Regions from separate parts of the Mus musculus genome. Here regions 1, 2, 3, 4, 6 and 7 are each linked to region 5. The links are chromatin contacts, called in public Hi-C, HiChIP or PLAC-seq and promoter capture Hi-C maps. All regions are on one chromosome and are shown on one strand. The core of a region is the stretch at or near the end of the contact, and the rest is flanking DNA. Distances in the headings are between cores, read along the strand shown.

Region 1 (2,700 bases), core at 190-2,689, 420 kb before region 5:
CGCCATGTTGGCAAAGAGGGCGGGCCAATCACATGACAATAACTGACCAATTAGAGACATTACCTACAGTGGGCGACCAGGGTCAAGACTCTTCTAGGGAAGGAAGTGCGCAGGCTACACTACACCAGTGATTCTTAATAATACAACTCTTCTACAAGGGAGTTTCACTAGTTTAATTCAGGGCAAAAAGCGGAGGCACTCTGCACCTTTAGATGTCTTCTGTGTGCACCTTGTAGGTTAACTCAGGCTCTAGAATAGTATTCACTGTCTTTGAATCTCAGTCCCACCACGTACTCTGGGCAAGTTAATTAAAATGTAAGGCTCCTATTTCCCTTACCTGTTAAATAGGAATCTTAGCTGTCAAGGGCAAAGATTAAATAACCGAATGCCTGGGAAGTGTGCAAAGGAGCCACTCAGACTGAGTGTTGGCCTAATGTATGCATCAGGAAAATATGGAGATCCGGGATGTGAGAGTTATCTTAGCTTGCCTTGCTATATGTTATCTGTTAATTGGGGGTAGAGGGCACTCTTAATCCAGGTTGTCCTGGAGTTATATAGCCCAGGGCAGATTAGAGTTTCCTGCCTCAGTCTCTCATATGGTGAGATTTCAGGCATTTCTACCAGGCCCAACGGTACTTATTTTGTTTCAAAATTTTATTTTTTTGTTATTTTTGTGTATGTGTGCAGTTGTGTGTAAGTCCTCAAAGAGCAAAAAGGTGATAGTTTCTAGAACTGTAGCCATCTGACATGACTGCTGGGAACTGAACTCTATTCAACAAGAGCAGTACACACTCTTAATTTTTTTGAGACAGGGTTTCTCTGTGTAGCCCTGGCTGTCCTGGAACTCACTCTGTAGACCAGGCTGGCCTCGAACTCAGAAATCCTGCCTCTGCCTTCCAAGTGCTGGGATTAAAGGTGTGTGCCACCATTGCCCGGCCAGTAGACACTCTTAATCCAGTCCGCACTCTTCTGTTCTTGACTCTGCTACCCATCCAAAAAGTAGTCAGGCCTCTCTAACATTAGTTATAAGACGTATAATTATCTGAGTTAGTGCAAAATGCTAACAGAACTTCACATCGCATAAGCATCCTGAGTTTTCACTTTATTAACCTCTTGAACCTAAGTTTAAATCTTCGTATTCACTTTCCTGTGATCTTGATAGTTTACTCAGCTCAGCTCCATGAAACCTCATTTCCACAAAGAGCCTAAACTGTTCCTGGAACAACAGTTGTTCTCATTTTACAAGAAACTGAAGCTCCAAGATACAGAGCAACCTGTCCCGCAGTCACTCAACTTAGCCCGTCTACAGAACCGAGACCCGGGAGGAAAGAGGAGCTGGTGAGAACCGAAGCGCTCGAAGCGCGGCTAAGCTTGCCTAAGGGGCGGGGCCGAGGCAGTTTTCCTCCCTGCCGGCAGCGCCGTGCGCTTCCTCGGCGCTCGGCTGGGGCGGCCTGGCCCACAATGAATGGCCGCCGCGGCTACCACTGCTGCTGAGGCGGAGGCCGCGGAGGCCGCAGAGGCGGAGGCCGAGGCCGAGGCGCAGGGAGGCGCGCCCCGGGCCCAGGCCCGGCCCCAGCTGCCGCTGCGGAGCCCGCCGGGAGGCCCCGGAGCGCGGCCACAGCGCAGGTGAGATGGCCCGCCCCAGGCCCAATTCCGGCCTCCTCCCGCCCGGGGCGGCCCGAGGACATCAGAGGTTCCGGCGGAGGGCCGAGAGGCGAGGCCTCCGGGCGCCCTGCTGCGAACCAGAAGCCGAGCCCGCGGCGCTGACAGCGGCGGGAGGGCAAGAGTGAGATGGCCGAATCTCAGCTGGCGGCCTACAGCGTCCAGCCCGCGGGCCCGGCCCGCAGGGCTTGAAGGCCGCTCGGGGGAGGCGCGGGTCGCGGGATCCTTGAAGTCTCAGGGCCGGAGGGGGTAATCGCGTGGAGCCGGCAGGCGAGGCTGGAGGGGGGAGGGGAGGCCTCGGGCTGGCGGGGGGTGGGAGGGCGGAGGGCTGCGCCGCCCGAGGGAAAAGGCCTGGAGGGGTGCGGGAGGGCCGGAGCTTGCAGGTAGAGGGCGCTGGGGAAGGGGGTGGGCGGGTCAGGTTACAGGCCTTGGGGGGAGGTGAGGAAAAGCCCGGGAAGTTAGACTTGGGGGGGGGTGGGCGGAGCTTGCTCGAGTGGGGGCGGATTGGAGAGAGCCCTAAGATATTTGCAGGGGGTCGCACGAGGTCAGAGACTAGAGATGTGCGGGTAAACTCCGACGGGAGGGCATCAGGTAAGGCTGGGCGTGTTGGGAGTTTGCAGGCGGCCCAGGGCCTATGGTTTAGGATGTGGGGAGCAGGTTAGGAAAACCTGGTGTGAGCTAAGGGATCTGCCCCCCCCACACACACACATCTCCGTATGTTTGCTTAGGGTCAGAACCGGGGGGGGGGGGTTCCTCTTTCCCACGCCTCTTCTCTGACACCTTGGCCAACTGCTAACAAGGACAGGCCAGCGGCTGGATGGGAGTTAGCGTGGGCTGCACCGGATACCTAGTTCAAACATCTTGTTTTCGGTGTGTATGGCCCCTACTCAACCCACCGCCCTACCCCACCCACTATGGAGGCAGCCCAGCAGACATTACCTGATTATTCTAGAGTCCTGAAATCGTTCTCAGCCTTCTGGCGCCGGAACCTGGGGGCTCCAGTCTAGAAGATGAGCCCTCACAGCGTTGCAATACGCC
Region 2 (2,700 bases), core at 76-2,575, 450 kb before region 5:
CTAGTTGTTCCCAGGGTGCTCCCAGCTCTGGCTCCTGCCTTTGTTCTCCTTTTGCTGCTTTGGAGGGCTTCTAACCATGCTTTCCCTTTTCCTTTTCTCCAGAAAGAGAGTGCTGGTTTCTTCAGGCCAGGGTGTCTTGTCACAGCCCCCAGCCTGTGCGTCCCACCCTTGGCGCTCTGGCTCCTTTCATGGCTCTCCAGCAGGCATCTGTGGGCTCCTCGTGCATCCCTTCCTAGATGCCAGCCTTGTACCCATTTTAATTCCTTTATCGACCGTCAGGAGCAGGATGCTTTCCTCTGCCAGCCACCCTTGCCCAGCATATCCTCCCACATGTTACCAGGGGCCTCATTTTCCTCTCTGCAGAAGCAACTGTAGCCAGATTGCACCCCTGAGGTCAGGCCCCAGGAGGAGCAGAGCAGGGCCCGAGGTGGAGGAAGGGCTGCTGGGTGCTGAGAAGAGAAGGAGCGGGCTGCTTAGCTGGCTTCCTACCCCAGCCAGCTAAACCTGCGTGTTGCTGCTTCCTCCCCCCAGGCCCTGCTTCTCTAAAGAAGTCAGGAAAGCTGGACTTCTGCAGCGCCCTCTCCTCTCAGGGCAGTTCCCCACGCATGGCTTTCACCCACCACCCGCTGCCTGTGCTTGCTGGAGTCAGACCAGGTGAGAGATGGGGGCGGGGCTTAAGGGGACACTGCGGGAGGCAGCCACAGCAAGGGGCAGCTGGCCAGGAGCAACAGGGGGCCAGGGATCAATCTAAGTTATAGATCTGGGCTCCCCAAGTGGGTCGTGGCACAGCAGTGGGGTGGCATGGGATGGGCAGTGTAACTCTGAGAACCAGGCTGCCCACTCGGTTCCTAGAATCCCTCCCACATGCTAACTCTGGCTGTGTTAAGTCTGTGTTGGGTGCATGGTCTGCACATGCTCACTGGGAGCTGCATGCAGCCTCCCCCTCCCCCACCAGCAAGTAGTTGAGCCAAGTTGCTCTCCTGTGGATTAGAAAGAGTACTGCTCAGCAGTCCAGGTTCCTGGTGTCTGTCCTAGAGCAAACCGGCACCAAATCTGGGCCTCCCTGCTTTTCCCAGAAGTGAAGGGCTGGGCCAGAAGGACAAGGCTCACCATGAAAAGGACTGTCTTGCTGCTCTGAGGGCATCTTCAGGCCCTGAGAAGATGCTGGATCTTCCTGAGGGTGGGGCCAGGCAGGATACCCGGGAACCTGGCCCTCCTGCACGTGCTGCTTCCGCCTCAGCACCCATCTGGCAGCAAAGGCCTGGCTTTTGTTTGCACATGGCCCTGTATCTGCCATGCCTCTCTTCTCTTCTGTAGGACGCGACAGGGAGGTTTACCTCCCGGCTTCCTCCTTGGGGCCTCCTGGCTTAGAGCCCAGAGGCAGCCAGCACTGGGGCAGGGTGTGGTGGCCACAAGGTGGGGGCAGGGAGCCCAGGCCTTGTGCAGGCGGCAGGAGGGAGGCAGGCTCCACCCTGCTGCGCTCCATTTTTATGAACTCCAGAGAGAAGCCAAGTTTCCTCAGCCCCCTAATGAAACTGAGAGCAAGAGTGAGCTGATTGGAAACAGACAGGAAGGGGGAGAACTTGAGGAAGAGCTGAGGCCTGTACAGGGGTAGGAACTGTGAGTTCACAGCGGCAGGGCCAACACATGAGGGGGGCCTAAGCATCCACTTACACATTTGGAGTTGTGTGTGTGCCGGGTGCCGATCCTGCACAGGCAGGGTCTGCTTGTCCAGAGACCACGGGGCTGTGGTAATCTGGTGTCGGTCCTTTCAGGCAGGCTCACACCTAGGACGGGGCAAGTGAGGTGTTTGCCAAGGGTAAAAGAAGGAAAATGTCAAGGATACTAAAAAAACTCAACCGGCAATAAGTAACATATTAGTGTGTTGTTTCTAAACAGTAAAAACAGTTGCAAAGCATAGGGTGAGTCTAACACCTGAAATCCCAGCACACAGGAGGCTGAGGCAGGAGGATCAAGAATTGGAGGCCCTATGACTGTCTCAAAAACCAAACAAGAGCAAAACCTTATGAGAAGCAAGTAACATTGTAACAGTTTGCTGGGACTGAGGCGTGGTGGCAGAAAGCACACCCCAGTACTGCAAAGACAAAAGAAAATCAACCATCCGAAAACAAACAACAAGAAAGTGCCCAGCACGTGCCTGCGAGGGTCCAGAATTTAAGGTCATCAAGTTCAGCCCCGGCTACAAGATAGCAACAAACCAACCAGAAAAGCAACATCCTAACAATTTTAAATAGGCCAACCCAACCCTGCGCTGGTAGCTGGCTGTTCACCTGCCTCAGCTAACCCCCACGCCAGCTCCCGGCAAACAGTATTTATAAAAGCAAGCAGCTGGCCCTCAGGTACTAGCCTGCCAGTTTATTTTATTTTATTGCATTGATTTTTTTTTTAACTTAGATGACTGAGGCGTTTTGTGCCTGACACAGTGCTTCTGCCCCATCCTGCCTCTTCCTCAGGACCCTCAGCCCTTTTGCCAGCCGTTGTGTCTTGCTTTTCCACGTGGCTGTTCTCACACCCTTTCTCTCCCCTGCCTGTGTGCACACAGGGAGCCCCCGGGCCACGGCATCAGCGCTGCACTTCCCTTCCACGTCCATCATCCAGCAGTCGAGCCCGTATTTCACACACCCAACCATCCGCTACCACCACCACCATGGGCAGGACTCGCTGAAGGAGTTTGTGCAG
Region 3 (2,700 bases), core at 72-2,571, 390 kb before region 5:
GGGCGTGCTCGCCGATGGAAGGGGCCCCGCCCCGGAAGCCCTCTCCTCGGGCTAAGACCGGCTGCCCTTGTTCTTATATGGGCATCCGGAAGTGGTTCGCGGCGCCAACCTACGTCATTACATCCAAATTTAGCCAGGGAAGTCGGCCGGCTGCAGTGGCGGGAAGTCTGCCCGCTGGCAGGGGGTGTTTCTTAAAGGGCCTGCACAGCAAATGAAAGGGGTTATTTGAATTTTTCTCCCTTCTGCAACTAGAAGCAAGTTTTTCTTGGGAAGTGATGCAAAGTGGAACCGACTTCTTTTTTTCTTTTCTTTGTTACTGTGTGTGTGTGTGTGTGTGTGTGTGTGTGTGTGTGTGTGTGTGTGTGTGTGTGTGTGTGTGTGTGTGAGACATCGTATAGAAGTCTGTTCTCTTGTACGGCGTGGGACCGGTGGGACCGGGAATCGAACTGAGTTCGTTAGGCTTGGCAACAAGTGGCTCCACCCACTGTGCCATCTCGACCCAGATATCTGTCTTTCTTGGAGTAATTCCGTTCACGAGGGCATGAAGGCAGAAAACTGCTCTATTGACAAGGGAAGATCGCAGGCCCTATGGACATTGGGACTTCCATGCCACTGGGTTGCGGAAAACTGGGAGATCTTTAACGCTGAAAGTAAAGAGCAGTCGTGAGGTGGTGGATATCTGTGGTTACGGGGTACAGTGTCCGTGCCCACTTTCCACCCATGTCCAGAAAGGTGGAGATAGAAGGGCTGCAGGCTTTAGTTGATCCTTTCGCCATAGTATAATCATATAATCATTCGTTTAGTAAATATTGGTCAGGTGGCTGCCTATTTCTCACCTGGAAAACTGTATCTTCTATGGAGTGGAGGTGAGAGATCAGAGACATTGAATAAAAAGAGAAAGTTCAACACTGTAGTAACTGGCGTGTAGTAACTGCTTAATAAGTAGCAGCGTTTTTACTGTTCAAAAAATATTAATTAGCAGGCTGGTAGGCAAGATGAACGGTGCCCTCGGGGAATGTACCCCGGTCCCGGGTTTTCCCCACTGCAGTCAGATTACCGCCCACTATCCGTCTCGTTGGTGGGCCTCATCCTCTGGCCCGTTGGTGACTCTGAGAACCCAGAACCTAGTGTCTTAAGGTGCAGTGGGGAAGTTCTTCCTTGCAGTAGTTAAGTCCTTTTTCCTTCGAGGCGTAAATTTATCCCTATTGCTTTAAGGACTCGCTAGCCACTGTGGAAAGCCCGGATGAGGCCCTCTGGTTGGGCGTGGTGTTGCAGTGACGTCACTCTCAGTATATTAAAAGGCTCCGGCTTGCTGCCCTCGCCCGAACGTCTAGCAGAGTACCTGCTGCTGTAAGCTTGTCGTCTGGGCTGCACCGCCCGTCTTAACCCATTCTCGACTTAACTACTCTCGTCGAACAAGCATGGAAGTACAGAAAGAAGCGCAGCGCATCATGACTCTGTCGGTATGGAAGATGTACCACTCTCGCATGCAGCGAGGTGGCTTGCGACTCCACCGGAGTCTGCAGCTGTCCCTCGTTATGCGCAGCGCTCGAGAGGTCTACCTCTCAGCCAAGGTAGAAGCCCACCAGCCCGAGTTCCCGCCATCCCGCAGGGCTCTTGACCCTCGCCTGCACCCGCCGCGGGAAGCCGAAGTTGCAGTGGAAGTAGCGTCCCCCGAAGCCGTGCAGCCTCCGGAGCCCATGGATACGCAAGAGGAAGTGCTGCGAGTCCAGGAGACCCCTGCGCTCTGTGACCCGCCCCCCGCTAGAGTCAGCCGCAAGCGCCGGAGCAGCAGCGATTTGAGCGACGGTAGTGATGCCGGACTGGTACCAAGCAAGAAGGCCCGTCTAGAAGAGGTGGAGGGGGAGGCGACGTCGGAGGTTCCCGATCGCCTGCAGCTTCCTCCGGCACAAAGCGAAGGTGCCTTCCCTAACCTCGCCCGCGTCCTCCAAAGGCGCTTCTCCAGTCTCCTGAACTGTGGACCCGCCGTGCCCCCGCCGACGCCCCCCACGTGCGAGGCCAAGCCAGCCTGCCGCCCGGCCGACAATATGCTCAACGTGCTGGTGCGAGCTGTGGTGGCCTTCTGAGAGCTCTGGTGGCTTCTTTCGAGCGGCGCCACCGGAGCGGAGAACGCACACCCGAGGCGAAGGCCGGCGGGGGCCGTGAAGAAGAGCCGCGGCCCGAGCTGCCGAGAGGCCAGGGGAAGGACTGAGGAGCGAGGGGCGCGGGCGCCTTCTCCCAGACGTGCGTCCATAGGTGCTATTAAAGGACTGTCCCTTCCTTGGCTTGGAGAAGGGACACCTAGATCTTGAATCTCAGGGTCGAACTCTCTAGGGGCCAGGCTGCCCTTTCAAGGCCGTTTCACTACCATTCGCGTTTCGGCCCCTACAAGTGGGCACGCTTGTGCAAGCGGTCAGAGTTGCGTCATGGGACAGACGCGGGTGCTTCCTGTTGCCTTGCGTGGGTGTGGGGCCTGGGAGGAGGCCAGGGTGTGGACCCGCCCTAGGGACTGGGAAGTGACTTGAGTCACCTCGCCCCCACAGGCTGCTGTGGGTGAGCCTGAACTGAACCAATCAAATCTGCGATCAGAGTTGAAGTGGCTGGAGACCCCGGGACTGGTCAACCTAGATGATCGCCTGGCGTGGACCACCGCGGGACGGGTGGGCCGCTGGTCGTAGTTGCTGCCGTAGACACAGCTTC
Region 4 (2,700 bases), core at 77-2,576, 360 kb before region 5:
CAGAGGCTGAGCGCTTCATGGGGCTGGTATCAGAGATGGTCTGGGGGAGGGGCACAGGCGTGGGCAGAGTTAATGGCCAGCATTTTCATGGCCTGCTCCTTCCAGCCCTGCAGCCCACCTGGCTGACTGGTGACAGAATCAGAGTGTGTGAGCATCCAGGGATTATGTCCAGAGGTGCAGTGGTGGGTTTGAGTGTCTGGCTTGCTGGCTGCAGGGGTGGAGCCCTACGGATACTTGAGTCCAGTGACAGGAATGTTGTGGCTTCTTAGGGTATGTGCTGGACTTTGGCCAGAAGGCCCTGGCTAACCCCTCGCCCTGCTCTCCAGGAGGCCCTGGTGTTCAGGCTGGCTGACTGACAAGAAGCATACTCAGTTTGCAGAGTGCAGACCTGGGAGCCCTGCTTCTCCTTGGCCCAACTCTCTTGCCCCTCACGCCCATCCCCACCTCTGGTCCCTATCCCTCAGGCCCAGCTTGGCCTGCCCTAGCAGTGGAGGTGCTGGAGACCATTCTGAGTCTGCATTTACTGTCCCAGAATCCTTGCTCTTGCTCTGCCATGGACAGTCTTCAGGTCTCTCTGTAGCAGGCAGAAGAAGGAAGACAGGGCCAACTGGACCAGGCCTGCTCCAACTCTGATGTGCAGGACCCAGCCCAAGGCAGGAGCTAAGGGACCTGAGGCAGTAGGCCAGTGGTCACTGGTTGAACTGGAGGAACAGACCCGCAAGAAATGGGCAGGGTGGGCAGGTCGGCCTCTTGGAGGCTCTGAAGACGATGTGGGGTGCCGTGTGGCCCCTTGCACACACAGGACACAACACACAAGGAAGGGGCTCCTCCAACACACAAGGTGGGGCTAGGGTGGGATCTGGAACGAAAGGGTAGGGTGGAGGGTAGTGGGAGATGGTGGGAGCTGTCACAGACAGGGCAGGGAGGGAGAGGGGCTGGAGCCGAGCTGGCCGGGCGCGGTACATACACTGAGGTCATTTCCACGTGGCCGGCCCCTTCTCCTCTGTCCCAGCCCCACAGGATGGCGCACACAGAAAAAACAGAAAGAAGGAAATAAATATAAAAGGCAGAAAGGATGGTGAGTGGGTGGTCCATGCAGGAGGTGGAGGGTAGAGAGGTTAAAACTCGGTGTCAGTGGTGTCGGATGAGGGGGTGCTCCAGGACCCCGCTGGCTGTCCCCCACAACAGGCACAGAAGAGACAGGAGACAGACAGATGGCAGAGACACGAGACTGACAGATGGGACAGCAAGGCCACAGGCTCCTGGCCCATTTCATGCGATGCACTGCGGCCCAGCACCCCTCCCCCGCCTCGCCCCAGCTTCAGCTCAAAGCTTCCAGGTGGCCTTCAGCCCAGCTTGGCTCATCTCTGTTTTGGGACCAGCAGGCCAGGCCTGACAGAAGGGATGGGGCAGCTACATGCACCCCAAGGTCACAACAGCCAGAGGCCAGGCCCTTGGGCCATGATGACCCAGCCAGACACAGCGAATCTGCTACATAATGCAGGGCAAGCTGCCCCAGCCAGACATGCCTGCCCCCTCCCGCTGCCCCCCTCCTCCTGCCCTTTCTTCTTGTCCTCAGTAGCAGCCTGGGCTTTATCCCCATTCCCGATTGCATTGCGATTGCGCAGTAGCCAGGCATGCTTGTTTCTCTGTCCCCATGGGGATCTTGCCTTCCCTATAAGGGGCTGGAGTAGCTAAGAGAAGCAGCCACACTGAGACACACATACCATGTACACACCCAACCCCCCAACCCTCCCAGACATGTGACAGCCATCCCAGGAACACCCAGACTCTGCTTTGTGATTCTTCAGACATGCTCTATTCCTGAAGGCAGCAGGCCATGTGCGTGCACACGGACATGCCTGTTAACACTGGGAACACACGGATGCATGTGCATGTATGTATGTATTGCATGTAAGTGGTATGTGTGTGAAGTGCACCAGGTCCGCCCATGCTAAGCAGGGGGATACCATGAGCTCCACTCTCCAGCTGTGGAGTTAGGATTCTAGTTTTCTTTTTTTTTTTTAATTAGTTTATTATTTGTGTACATGTGTGTGAGTTTGTGCACCTGTGTGTAGGTGCTTGAGAAGGCGAGGAGAGGGCACTGGGTCCCTGGAGCTCTGGTTACAGGAGGCTGTGAACCGGCATGTGCTGGAATTCAGTCAGGTCTTCTGCAAGAGCAGCGCATGCTCTTACCCAGTGAGCCACTTCTCTAGCTACTAGTCAGGATTCTTTAGTTTTGTTTTGAGTCAGGATCTCACACAGTGAGAGGCTGGCCTCGAACTAGCTATAGAGCAGTGTCTGACTGTGAACTCCCAATCTTCCTGTTTCCACTTTCCAAGTGGCAGGATTATAGATGTAAGTCGTGTTGCTTGTTTGAGAGGTGATCCAGGTCTATAGCCTAAGCTGCCCTGGAATTCCTCTTTCCTCAGCCTCCTGGGTGTGTGAGACGCCTCATGCTGCTGAAGCAGGCATTCCCAAAGGCATCTCTCACCAGAGCTGGACCCACCCCTTCCGAGCCCACTCCGCCCCTTTGTGCTCTCAAATAGGGCAGACAGAAGCCATTTGGCACTGACTACCATGTGCCTCAAGGTGCTCCATCTCTCTCTGGCTTTTGTCAGAGAGCGGTTAGGAGGACCAGGCTCTGAAGGAGTCAGGAAAGGGTGGTCTCCACCCTAACCCACCCACGAAGCTACAGAT
Region 5 (2,700 bases), core at 191-2,690:
CAAGAATCTTCCATGTTACTAACCTTTTATTTTTTAATAGACCTGGCAGAAATGAAGATATCTAGAGAGACTCGTCCCCACATCTCTCAATCTATCAGACCATAAAATAATGAACTCCAAAGAAATGGGAATTTCCCCAGGAATCTCATGGTGGGCAAAAGAAAGGGCGCCAGCCAGAGGGGGAAGAGAAAGTCTTCTGGAAAGAGATTTCACCCAGTTCTAGGTTTTGCAGACCAACTTACAGGATGAGACTGAAGCCCAGACAATGGTGGGTCAATGGTGGGCGGGACCACACCTTGACCAAGACTGCTTAGATGTGAGATCCTTGTACCTTTAAACCATGATCTCACACCAGAACTTAAGAGTGTCCCTTCCCCGAATCGCTTTCTAAAGTGCCACCATTGAATAAACCTCTTTTTTTCTGCTTTCTACTTTTTTGGTGGGGGTGGGGGGGCAGATTTTTTTCGAGTCAGGGTTTCTCTCTGTAGCCCTGGCTGTCCTGGAACTCACTCTGTAGATTCAGAGATCCACCTGCCTCTGCCTCTCTAGTGCTGCGATTAAAGGCGTGTGCCACCGTCCCCCGGCTTTGCTTTGTACTTTTTGTTTTGGGTTTTTGTTTTGTTTTGTTTTTTGAGACAGGGTTTCTCTGTATAGCCCTGACTGTCCTGGAACTCACTTTGTAGATCAGGCTGGCCTCGAACTCAGAAATCCACCTGCCTCTGCCTCCCAAGTGCTGGGATTAAAGGCGTGAGCCACCACGTCCGGCATTGCTTTGTACTTTTAAGATTTATTTACCTGAACAGGTGTTTTGGCTGCATATATGTATGCACCACATACTTGCCCAGAGACCTACAAATATCCCTCTGACTCTACTTCCCTCAGTCGTGGCACACTAGCACTCACCCACACACATACATATGTATTTTTTTGAGACAGTGTACTCCTGACAGGCCTTTGATTATGTAGACTACCTGCCTCTGCCTCCAGAGTGTTGGGATTAAAGGTGTTGGCCACCACGTCTGGTCATAAACATAATTTTTTAAAATCCATAAATAAATAGCCTGGGCTGTATTGGTAATCCCACTACTTGGATATCACAAGGCGAGTCAGAAATTCAGAGTCATCTTCAGCAATATAATGAGATGCAGGGTCAAACTGGGATACAAGAAAACCGGTCTCAAACGTCAGTCAAATCAAAGCTTAAAAATGACGAATCAGCTCCTTCGAAAACGCAACCGCCAGGGAGGGCTGGGCGGTGCCAAAGTAGATCTTCCGGGAGGAAGCCATCTCCAATTGGACCACTCCCGGTGGGCGGGGCTTCTAACGGCTAGACAGGCCTGAATTGGTCAGTCTGCAATAGCCTCAGCCAATCAAGATGACGAAAGTGCCTCGCTCCAGCTTGCGCAGGCGCTTTTGGGCCGCAGAGGCGGGCGCTCTGCGGGTTCCTGGCTCCGGGTGTGCTTCCGGGCTGGTGGAGGCGTGACGTCAGGGAGAGGGCAGGTAGGTACGGGGTGAGGACCGGTCCGCGACGGCAACGGGGGTGGCAGGTCCTCAATCCCACCACTGCGTCCTGGCACGGGAGATGCTGTATCTGCGGACGCGAGCGGGTTCCCAGGGCCCAGCCTCCGTTTTAGGCCAATGGCACCTCTAGGCGTCTTCATGCTGAAGATGAGCCCTCCTAGCCTGAATTGAAACATAGTGCTTGGGAACAGTAGCTTGGGGGCCGGCAAGGTGGCTTAGCTGGTAGTGGCGCTTGTGGCCAAACCTGACAACATGAGAGTTCGACCCCTGAGCATGTTGAAAGAATCGATTCTTGTAGGCTGTTCTCTGATCTACATTCTCACTTCGTTGCACACTCTGCCAACACACGCAGAACAAATAAATGTAATTTGTAAGGGGCTGGCGAGGTGGCTCCGCGGTTAAGAACTTGACCTGCTCTCTAGCAGAGGACCAGGGTTCAGTTCCCAGAGCTCACAGCTGCCTGTATCTCCAGAGAATCCAACCCTCTACCCTTTCCGGTCACCTGAACTCACTTCTGCACACACATACACATAACAAAAATATTTTTTATAGTTGTTAGTAAGTAGGAGAAATTTGAAATTGTCACTTTTCTTTGTCCCATGCCTGTTCTTCTCAATACTTAACACCTGTCATGACTCCCAAAGGCAGTCTCAGCGGCTGAATCCTTTAGAAAACTTTTTTTTTTCCCCAAATGGAGAAACTGGGATCCAGGTAGCCCCTGGCCCAGAGTCAGGCAGCTAGGAAGCAGCAGAGAGGAGATTGATGCCCAAGCTGTGGTCTGCTGTGGCATTTGAGGTCAGGAATGACCCTTGGCACAGAAGAGCCCCTGTGCATCCACCTGAGCAGACTGGGTGTAATCTGGCTGTGATACTACCTGTGGTGATTAGCCATTTAAGACTTCAGAAGCTGAGGCTGGAAGATCTGGAGTACTAGGCCAGCCGGGATTACACAGAAAGGCATGTCTCCAAAACAAACATGTTCAACATTGTAAAGCAGACCCCAAGCACATAGCACTTCAAGCTGGGTGTCCACACTACCAGCCCATACACTTTTTCATTATAGCAAACCCCAGAGTCACTCCCGCTCCCATTTCCCTCTGTTTTTAATTTTTGTTTGTTTTGATTTTGCTTTTTGAGACAGGGTCTTCCTGTCTGGTTCTGGCTAGCTTGGAACTTGGCT
Region 6 (2,700 bases), core at 146-2,645, 330 kb before region 5:
CCCACGGGTGCGGGGTCACCTGCATCCCGATGATGGCGTAGATGAAGAAGAGCATGGCGATCAGCAGACAGACATAAGGTAGGGCCTGGAGGGAAGGAAGGCAGTGAGAAAGGGCGCCACGCGACTTGCCCAGAGCCTTCTGAACTGGGTCAGGTGATCACGTGCCCCAGGCTACAGGGCTTCGGGACAGGGCCTTCAGAGCTCTGTAGACGCTGGGTGTAGACATCAGACGATTACAGAAGCACTTTCAGTGTGGTTTCCCCATTTTACCCGGAGCTAGGAGGTCTGTTCTGGCCCGGGACGGGCCGGCAGCAGTAGCGGCGGCTGTGTCTCACCTTGAAGGACTGCACGAAAGTCCAGAGGAGAATGCGGATGGTGTAACCCTGGCGGAGGAGTTTGATGAGTCTGGCAGCACGGAAGAGGCGGAGAAAGCTCAGGTTGATGAAGTTATTCTGAGGAGATGAGGAAGAAAGGTGACCTTCCACCCACCCTGAGGAGCTTAGAGTATTCAACACTCACAGAGGCCCCTACATGAAGCCAACCAATAGGAAAAAAGCAAGCCACACCCCAAATGAGGAGGGAGAGGAGAGAAAGCACCGTTAATGCAATGGAGCAGAGGGGAACTCAAAAAATAAATAAATAAAAAAGGAGTGAGGGAGAGGAGGGGGTTAGGGGAGGGAAGAGATATCAACTCAAAAGCTTAAGCCCACCCAGCCAGGCCCACTCACAAGTGGGGAAAAGGTGTGGGAAGGGGGAGGAAAAGAAAGGAACAGGGTCCAGGAGGAAATAACAAAAGAGCACAGAAAAGAAAATACATCCGAATCATCCAATCAGGAAAAAAATCGAGATGGTTTTTATTTCTCCCAACAACCAAATGCACTGAGACGATAGGACACAAGCGGGTCAAGTTGCAGAACCCAGCACAAGAGTACAAAGCACAGACACGGGCGGGGTGGGGGAAGGGCACCAGCACACGCAGGCCTAGGGGGCAAGTGCGGTTCCGAGGGCATGTTACGCTCGGGGCCAGAAATGCATCTGTCCTGGGACTCACCGGGCACCCTGCCCTGCCCTGCCCTGCCGAGCTGCCCACCCGCTCCTGCCCGCCCTGACCTCACCCCACGGCCCAGAGGAGCAGCGGCTGGAGCCAATGGGGAGAAGCGGAAGGGCATCTTTTCTTACCCCCTTGGCGAGCGGGAATGGGGAGGACGGGAGGGAGCTGGGGCTGTTCGGCTGCAGGGTGAGTCCTCGCTGCCCGCTGAGTCGGAGAAGATGCATTAGGGGCCCTTTTCCCCCCTCTCAGGGATGGCTTCTCAGCTTCTGGGGCTGGGTGGTGTCTCGGGACCAGGCCTGCGGGAAGCAGGAAGGTCTCAGCTCCCAGGGCGAGTGAGCTCTGATCAGCCCAGGGCCTACCAAGGGGCCGCTGCTGCGGGTGGGGAGATGAGGCTATTCTTGGCCCCTGGACTTCCCTAGGTGGGCCCTGCCTGTCCTCCAAACCCAGGTCTAGTCACTGCCTCTGGCCTCCCTCCCAGGCTGTTAGTGAAGAGAGACAGTGGCTGGAAACTGTGGGCAAGGCCCAGGACTCTCCAGGGGGGCATCAGCGGAGGTTGGTGATGGGTGGCAAATGACCCAATATAGCCAATGAAAGTAATTTGTTGGGCCTAAGTGGTTTTGTTTTTAAATACAAAGTTGCTAATTTTAAATTTGGACGTTGCCCACCGATCTGGATTTTTGGCTCCCCCAGGCCTCTCGTAGCTGTCCCCTGGAGTCTGGCTATATGCTCTCCAGTTTCCCGGGCTCTCTGGTGATTGGCCCACAGAGCATTGTGAGTTTTCTGCCTGGGGACCACATGGTTACGACCAGCAGGCAGGAGGCAGGAGGGAATGGGGTCTCTGGCTAGAAGGGAGCTTTCTGGTGCCCCAGTCTTAAGATCTGTAGGAGTCCTGGAGACACATCATAGGGCAAGACCGAATGAGGCCTAATGACTGGAGGTGCATGGATAAGCGGCCCTGACAAGAGCATTCTTCGGAATTTCAAGTGTCCCTATTTGCATAATGAATTATTTTTTTATTGCAAGGGGGTCATGCTATGGTTCAGTCTGGTCTTGAATTTGAGATCCTCCTGCCTCAGACTTCCAAGTGCTGGGATGAAAGGGGGGTCATCACTATGCTTTGTCTTTGGCTATATTTAGCCTCCTTCCCAGAGGCATCCTTTTACTGGGTCTTTGCCATGAGCTAGCTAGCTCTGGCTTGGAAGCAGAGAGGCAGTGACTGGATATTGAAGAATTTCGGAGCCTGGTAAGAGGCCTCTGGGGCAAAAGACTTGGCCTTTGGGCTTCTGGGATGGGGAATAGCCTTGGGCTCCTACATCAGGACACTCTTAGGCCCAACTGTTGTGAGCCTGTTCCAAAAGTCTCACATAAGCCTGCAAACCTAGCTAAGAGTCACCCACCGTGCCCCGCTGACCTGATGCCTGGTCTTGCCTGGCCACCAAGCTTTCCTGGGGATGGGACCACTAACCAAGAAGTATTCCCCACCCTCTCCCTCAACCCCCCGGAGAACAAGCCATCCCTTCCATGGGGTGGATCATAACATGTGGGCTCGGCCAGACATGCAGAGGCAGGGGTTCCTGGGAGCAGTGTGGGGCCGAGGGCAAACTGGCACATGCAGAAGCAGGGATCTAGCAGCTGCTGAGCACGCACAC
Region 7 (2,700 bases), core at 153-2,652, 370 kb after region 5:
AACCTGACAGCCTCCATCCGTGCTTAACAGGGTACCACTAACAGAAGATGTCTCACAACTGCACCAGGGTTGCCCAAAGCACCCCTCCGGGCTGAAACTCACTCGACACCCAGACATACCTCTCCCCATACCACCCCCAACCACCATTAGCGCCACTGCCTCCCAGAGAAAAACAAGCCATGTCGGGGGGGGGGGGGGGCTGGCCCAGCATCCTGCGGTGCCAGCCCCCCGACATGGCTTCTCTGGGGAGCCCGGGCCCGCGCGCTGCGCGCACACGCACCCTCTCCACTCACACCCAGACACCTACACAAACAGGGCGCCAAGCACCCGCGCGCACACGCACCGGGGACACGCAGGCACCGCCGCGCCGCTTCCCCACAAAGGCCGGCGCGCGCGCGGGCACACGCAGCCACGCGCGGGCACACTAGCGGTCCCCTCCCCCTGCAGGGCACCCTGCGGCCGCCCATCCGCACCCTCACCAAGCCCCCGGCGGGCGGGGGTAGGGTGCTCCCCGCCCCTCCCGCCGCGCACACCTGGCCCAGGTGCGGCGTGGCCTGAGGCTCCCGCACACTCACCTGTCCAGCGGCGCTTCGGGGTCGGCCGTGCGCGCTCCTCCGGCGGCTCCGCGAAGCCGGGCCCCCCGCCCGGCACATCTCCCGGAGCCCGGCCCAGGGGGAAGCGGGGAGGGGGTGGCTGAGCGAGGGAGGACTCCGTGTCCCTTCTTTCCTCCGGCCCAGCACCGCCGCCACCGACCAAAATTTAAAAGGGAAGGGGTGGGGGGGGGGAGTATAAAAAAAAAAAAAAAAAGGAAAGAAAAGGCGGATCGCGGCGCTCCGGAGGCGGCCCCGGCCCCGGGCGCGCGGGTCTGCGCCCCTCCCGGGGAGCGAGGCGTGGAGGCGGAGGGGCGGGGGCGGCGTCAGAGCTCGGGGGGCTGGGGCGAGGCGGAGCCCCCCGAGGCGGCGCCGGCTGCCCGCATCTCCCCCGCAGCTCCGCGGCCCCGACGGAGGCGGCACGTGTGTGCCCAGGCGACTTCCCAGCGCCCCCGGACGGCAGCGGGCGAAGGGTTAACGCGGCTGCCCGGGCGGCCGCGCAGGCCCCCGCCGCCCGGCGGCGCCGCTCCTGGGCCCGCGCGGCCCCATCCGCCGGGGCGTCTCCGGCAGACGGCGGGGCGGGGGCGTCGCAGCGCCGACTGCTCCCGCGCCGACCGCTCGCGCTGCCCGCAGGGGGCCGGAGCTACACAGCTGGAAGCAGGCGCGGCGGCGTTGCGCCCCCGGGGTGGCCGGAGCAGGGGGCGCGGGGCTGGGCCCGTGGGCACCGCAGGACTCGCGGAGCGAGCGGGCGCGGGGCACCAGCAATGACAAGCCGCCTGCTCTCGGCGCTGCCGGGCCCGCCGGCTCCGGGAGGGGGGCGGCGGACAAGCGCAAAACCTGGCCTGGACTACCCGCCGGGGACTAGTCTCCGCAGCCCTCCCGTGCGCCCCGAGGAAGGGCCCGGAAACCTGGCCTGGAGTTCCACTCGCCTCCCCCAAGGAAAAGTGGGCAGAGGGAGGCGACGCGCTAGATCCCCCTAGTTGGGCTGGGGGGGGGTGGGGTGCGACGGGCGGCAAGAAAAAACGGAACGGACTCTGCAGCCGTGCTGTGCAGAAAGGCGCCTAGCCGGTGAGGGGTAAATGGAGAGCTGTGCAAGGACTGCGCAAAACCTGGTCCGGATTTGGCAGAGAGGGTAGGGACGGGAGGGGCGCGGTGTGGGGGGGTAGGAGTGGGAGGGGAGGTAGCTGCGACAGGGCCAGATGCACTCGAGGCACGCAAATTTCGGTCCGGATTCTTCCAAGGGAGATGGAGTAATGCGTCAGGCCTGTGCGGTGGCAACAAAAAAGACCTGGACCAGAGCGTCTCCCACCCGGGATTGCAGGAGGGCCGGAGGGAGTGCTGCTTAGTGACTGACAAGAGCGTAGGCTGTCCCCCATCTTCCTAACAGCGACGTGGGGTGGGGAGGGACAAAATGAGGGCTGGACTGAGGTATGGAAGGATCCCGCGCGCTGGCTGCAACAGAGCCGGCAGGTAAAAGCAGTATCTGGATCCTGGGTGATGCGACAGGAAGGGGATGTGGTGTGGATCCCGCTACCCTGGGAGACCAGACCTACAATAAAAAAATAAATAAATAAATTAATTAAAAAAAAAAACGAGGGAGGGACGCAAAGCCAGGACTGGAGCGTAGGTAGGATGGGATGAGAACAGCCCCCCTCCCCCAAACAGAAGAGAGAGCCTTGGCAACCGGACAGGGTCCTGGAGCTGACCAGGCTGCAGGAGCGGAGGAGAGGTTAGTATCTATAAACGCCTCAAGCGTCTGGTTTTGGAGGGGGTGGGTAGGGAAGAAAAAAAAAATTGAATTTTAGGTTGATGGCGAGAGCAAAAGCCCGGTGCAGATTTCCACAACGTAAGAACTACACTGCAGGTGATGGACTCGGAGAAGTAGGGCAGCGGATCGGACTTAGATTCCTAGGCTTTGGACTTAGTGAGTGAAGCCAGAGGCTGGGTTCAGCCCCCCAGCTACAGATGAAGCCTAGGATTGCTTCTCTAGATGGGAAAGGGGGTCGACCTGGCCCAAATATCTGGAGCCAAAGCTACCACTGCCTAGACTTATAGTTTATTTGTTTTTTTGGTTTTTTTTTTTTTTTTTGGTGGGGGGAGGCTATAAAGC

Evidence for each region. Promoter capture Hi-C pulls out the DNA fragments that hold promoters and counts their contacts. Hi-C and Micro-C count contacts between places; a contact is called where the count stands out from the background. HiChIP or PLAC-seq counts read pairs in DNA pulled down with a chosen protein or histone mark.
Region 1: a contact with region 5 is called in an H3K27ac HiChIP or PLAC-seq map of extraembryonic endoderm stem cells, with 7 times the contacts expected there. The contact joins the promoter of Nacc1 here to the promoter of Ccdc130 in region 5. A contact is called at or near these places in 21 of 39 promoter capture datasets (the 3T3-L1 cell line, 3T3-L1-derived adipocytes, the C10 cell line and 14 more), 2 of 484 Hi-C or Micro-C datasets (olfactory sensory neurons and stem cell-derived neural progenitor cells), 7 of 115 datasets of contacts at active chromatin or transcription factors (astrocytes, bone marrow-derived macrophages, cardiomyocytes and 4 more) and 3 of 9 other capture datasets (adipose tissue, embryonic stem cells and pancreatic islet).
Region 2: a promoter capture Hi-C map of second pharyngeal arch cranial neural crest shows a contact between it and region 5. The contact joins the promoter of G430095P16Rik here to the promoter of Ccdc130 in region 5. A contact is called at or near these places in 6 of 39 promoter capture datasets (the HPC-7 cell line, cranial neural crest, liver and 2 more) and 1 of 115 datasets of contacts at active chromatin or transcription factors (bone marrow-derived macrophages).
Region 3: a promoter capture Hi-C map of pre-B cells shows a contact between it and region 5, with 2.9 times the contacts expected there. The contact joins the promoter of Ier2 here to the promoter of Ccdc130 in region 5. A contact is called at or near these places in 17 of 39 promoter capture datasets (the 3T3-L1 cell line, 3T3-L1-derived adipocytes, the C10 cell line and 11 more), 1 of 484 Hi-C or Micro-C datasets (cardiomyocytes), 5 of 115 datasets of contacts at active chromatin or transcription factors (bone marrow-derived macrophages, embryonic forebrain and embryonic stem cells) and 1 of 9 other capture datasets (macrophages).
Region 4: a contact with region 5 is called in an H3K4me3 HiChIP or PLAC-seq map of forebrain, with 5 times the contacts expected there. The contact joins the enhancer-like site here to the promoter of Ccdc130 in region 5. A contact is called at or near these places in 4 of 39 promoter capture datasets (the C10 cell line, cranial neural crest, liver and 1 more), 2 of 484 Hi-C or Micro-C datasets (embryonic stem cells and forebrain), 12 of 115 datasets of contacts at active chromatin or transcription factors (the 230-238 cell line, bone marrow-derived macrophages, craniofacial prominence and 7 more) and 3 of 9 other capture datasets (adipose tissue, macrophages and pancreatic islet).
Region 6: an H3K4me3 HiChIP or PLAC-seq map of forebrain shows a contact between it and region 5, with 6 times the contacts expected there. The contact joins the enhancer-like site here to the promoter of Ccdc130 in region 5. A contact is called at or near these places in 6 of 39 promoter capture datasets (the 3T3-L1 cell line, cranial neural crest, embryonic stem cells and 3 more), 1 of 15 datasets of contacts at CTCF or cohesin (the NIH/3T3 cell line), 5 of 484 Hi-C or Micro-C datasets (the G1E-ER4 cell line, the N1E-115 cell line, cortical neurons and 1 more), 10 of 115 datasets of contacts at active chromatin or transcription factors (bone marrow-derived macrophages, craniofacial prominence, embryonic basal ganglia and 5 more) and 1 of 9 other capture datasets (pancreatic islet).
Region 7: a Hi-C map of forebrain shows a contact between it and region 5, with 6 times the contacts expected there. The contact joins the promoter of Adgrl1 here to the promoter of Ccdc130 in region 5. A contact is called at or near these places in 1 of 39 promoter capture datasets (pre-B cells), 1 of 15 datasets of contacts at CTCF or cohesin (large pre-B cells) and 1 of 484 Hi-C or Micro-C datasets (forebrain).

Annotation. Positions count from the first base shown.
Region 1 is chr8:84,686,601-84,689,300 of GRCm38.p6, reverse strand. Nacc1 (nucleus accumbens associated 1, BEN and BTB (POZ) domain containing) reads left to right here and starts at 1,439. Exons shown (of 6, transcript NM_025788.3): 1 at 1,439-1,626. Trmt1 (tRNA methyltransferase 1) reads right to left here and starts at 54. Exons shown (of 17, transcript NM_001164559.1): 1 at 1-54.
Region 2 is chr8:84,721,682-84,724,381 of GRCm38.p6, reverse strand. It overlaps G430095P16Rik (RIKEN cDNA G430095P16 gene), which reads right to left and starts at 1,325. Exons shown (of 2, transcript NR_169084.1): 1 at 1,111-1,325. It overlaps Nfix (nuclear factor I/X), which reads left to right. Exons shown (of 11, transcript NM_001371053.1): 7 at 532-654; 8 at 2,564-2,700.
Region 3 is chr8:84,661,473-84,664,172 of GRCm38.p6, reverse strand. It overlaps Ier2 (immediate early response 2), which reads left to right and starts at 1,321. Exons shown (of 1, transcript NM_010499.4): 1 at 1,321-2,700. The coding sequence starts at 1,422. The coding sequence ends at 2,087.
Region 4 is chr8:84,633,852-84,636,551 of GRCm38.p6, reverse strand. It overlaps Cacna1a (calcium channel, voltage-dependent, P/Q type, alpha 1A subunit), which reads right to left. Exons shown (of 47, transcript NM_007578.3): 44 at 968-1,003; 45 at 1-40. Gm39212 (a long non-coding RNA gene) reads left to right here. Exons shown (of 3, transcript XR_003947427.1): 2 at 1-2,700. Among named protein-coding and RNA genes, the nearest start is that of Gm39212, 3.4 kb to the left of the region's middle. Within about 2 kb of position 1,326, at least 59 of the 459 cell types and tissues checked have an H3K27ac peak or open chromatin away from gene starts, as enhancers often do. A contact at or near this core is called in adipose tissue, embryonic stem cells and forebrain, where this site is marked.
Region 5 is chr8:84,269,142-84,271,841 of GRCm38.p6, reverse strand. It overlaps Ccdc130 (coiled-coil domain containing 130), which reads left to right and starts at 1,440. Exons shown (of 10, transcript NM_026350.3): 1 at 1,440-1,500.
Region 6 is chr8:84,599,141-84,601,840 of GRCm38.p6, reverse strand. It overlaps Cacna1a (calcium channel, voltage-dependent, P/Q type, alpha 1A subunit), which reads right to left. Exons shown (of 47, transcript NM_007578.3): 32 at 336-452; 33 at 20-85. Among named protein-coding and RNA genes, the nearest start is that of Gm32854, 12 kb to the right of the region's middle. Within about 2 kb of position 1,395, at least 73 of the 459 cell types and tissues checked have an H3K27ac peak or open chromatin away from gene starts, as enhancers often do. A contact at or near this core is called in the N1E-115 cell line, embryonic forebrain, embryonic stem cells and 1 more, where this site is marked.
Region 7 is chr8:83,898,800-83,901,499 of GRCm38.p6, reverse strand. Adgrl1 (adhesion G protein-coupled receptor L1) reads right to left here and starts at 1,402. Exons shown (of 23, transcript NM_181039.2): 1 at 576-1,402. It overlaps Gm26721 (predicted gene, 26721), which reads left to right and starts at 1,773. Exons shown (of 4, transcript NR_166528.1): 1 at 1,773-2,319.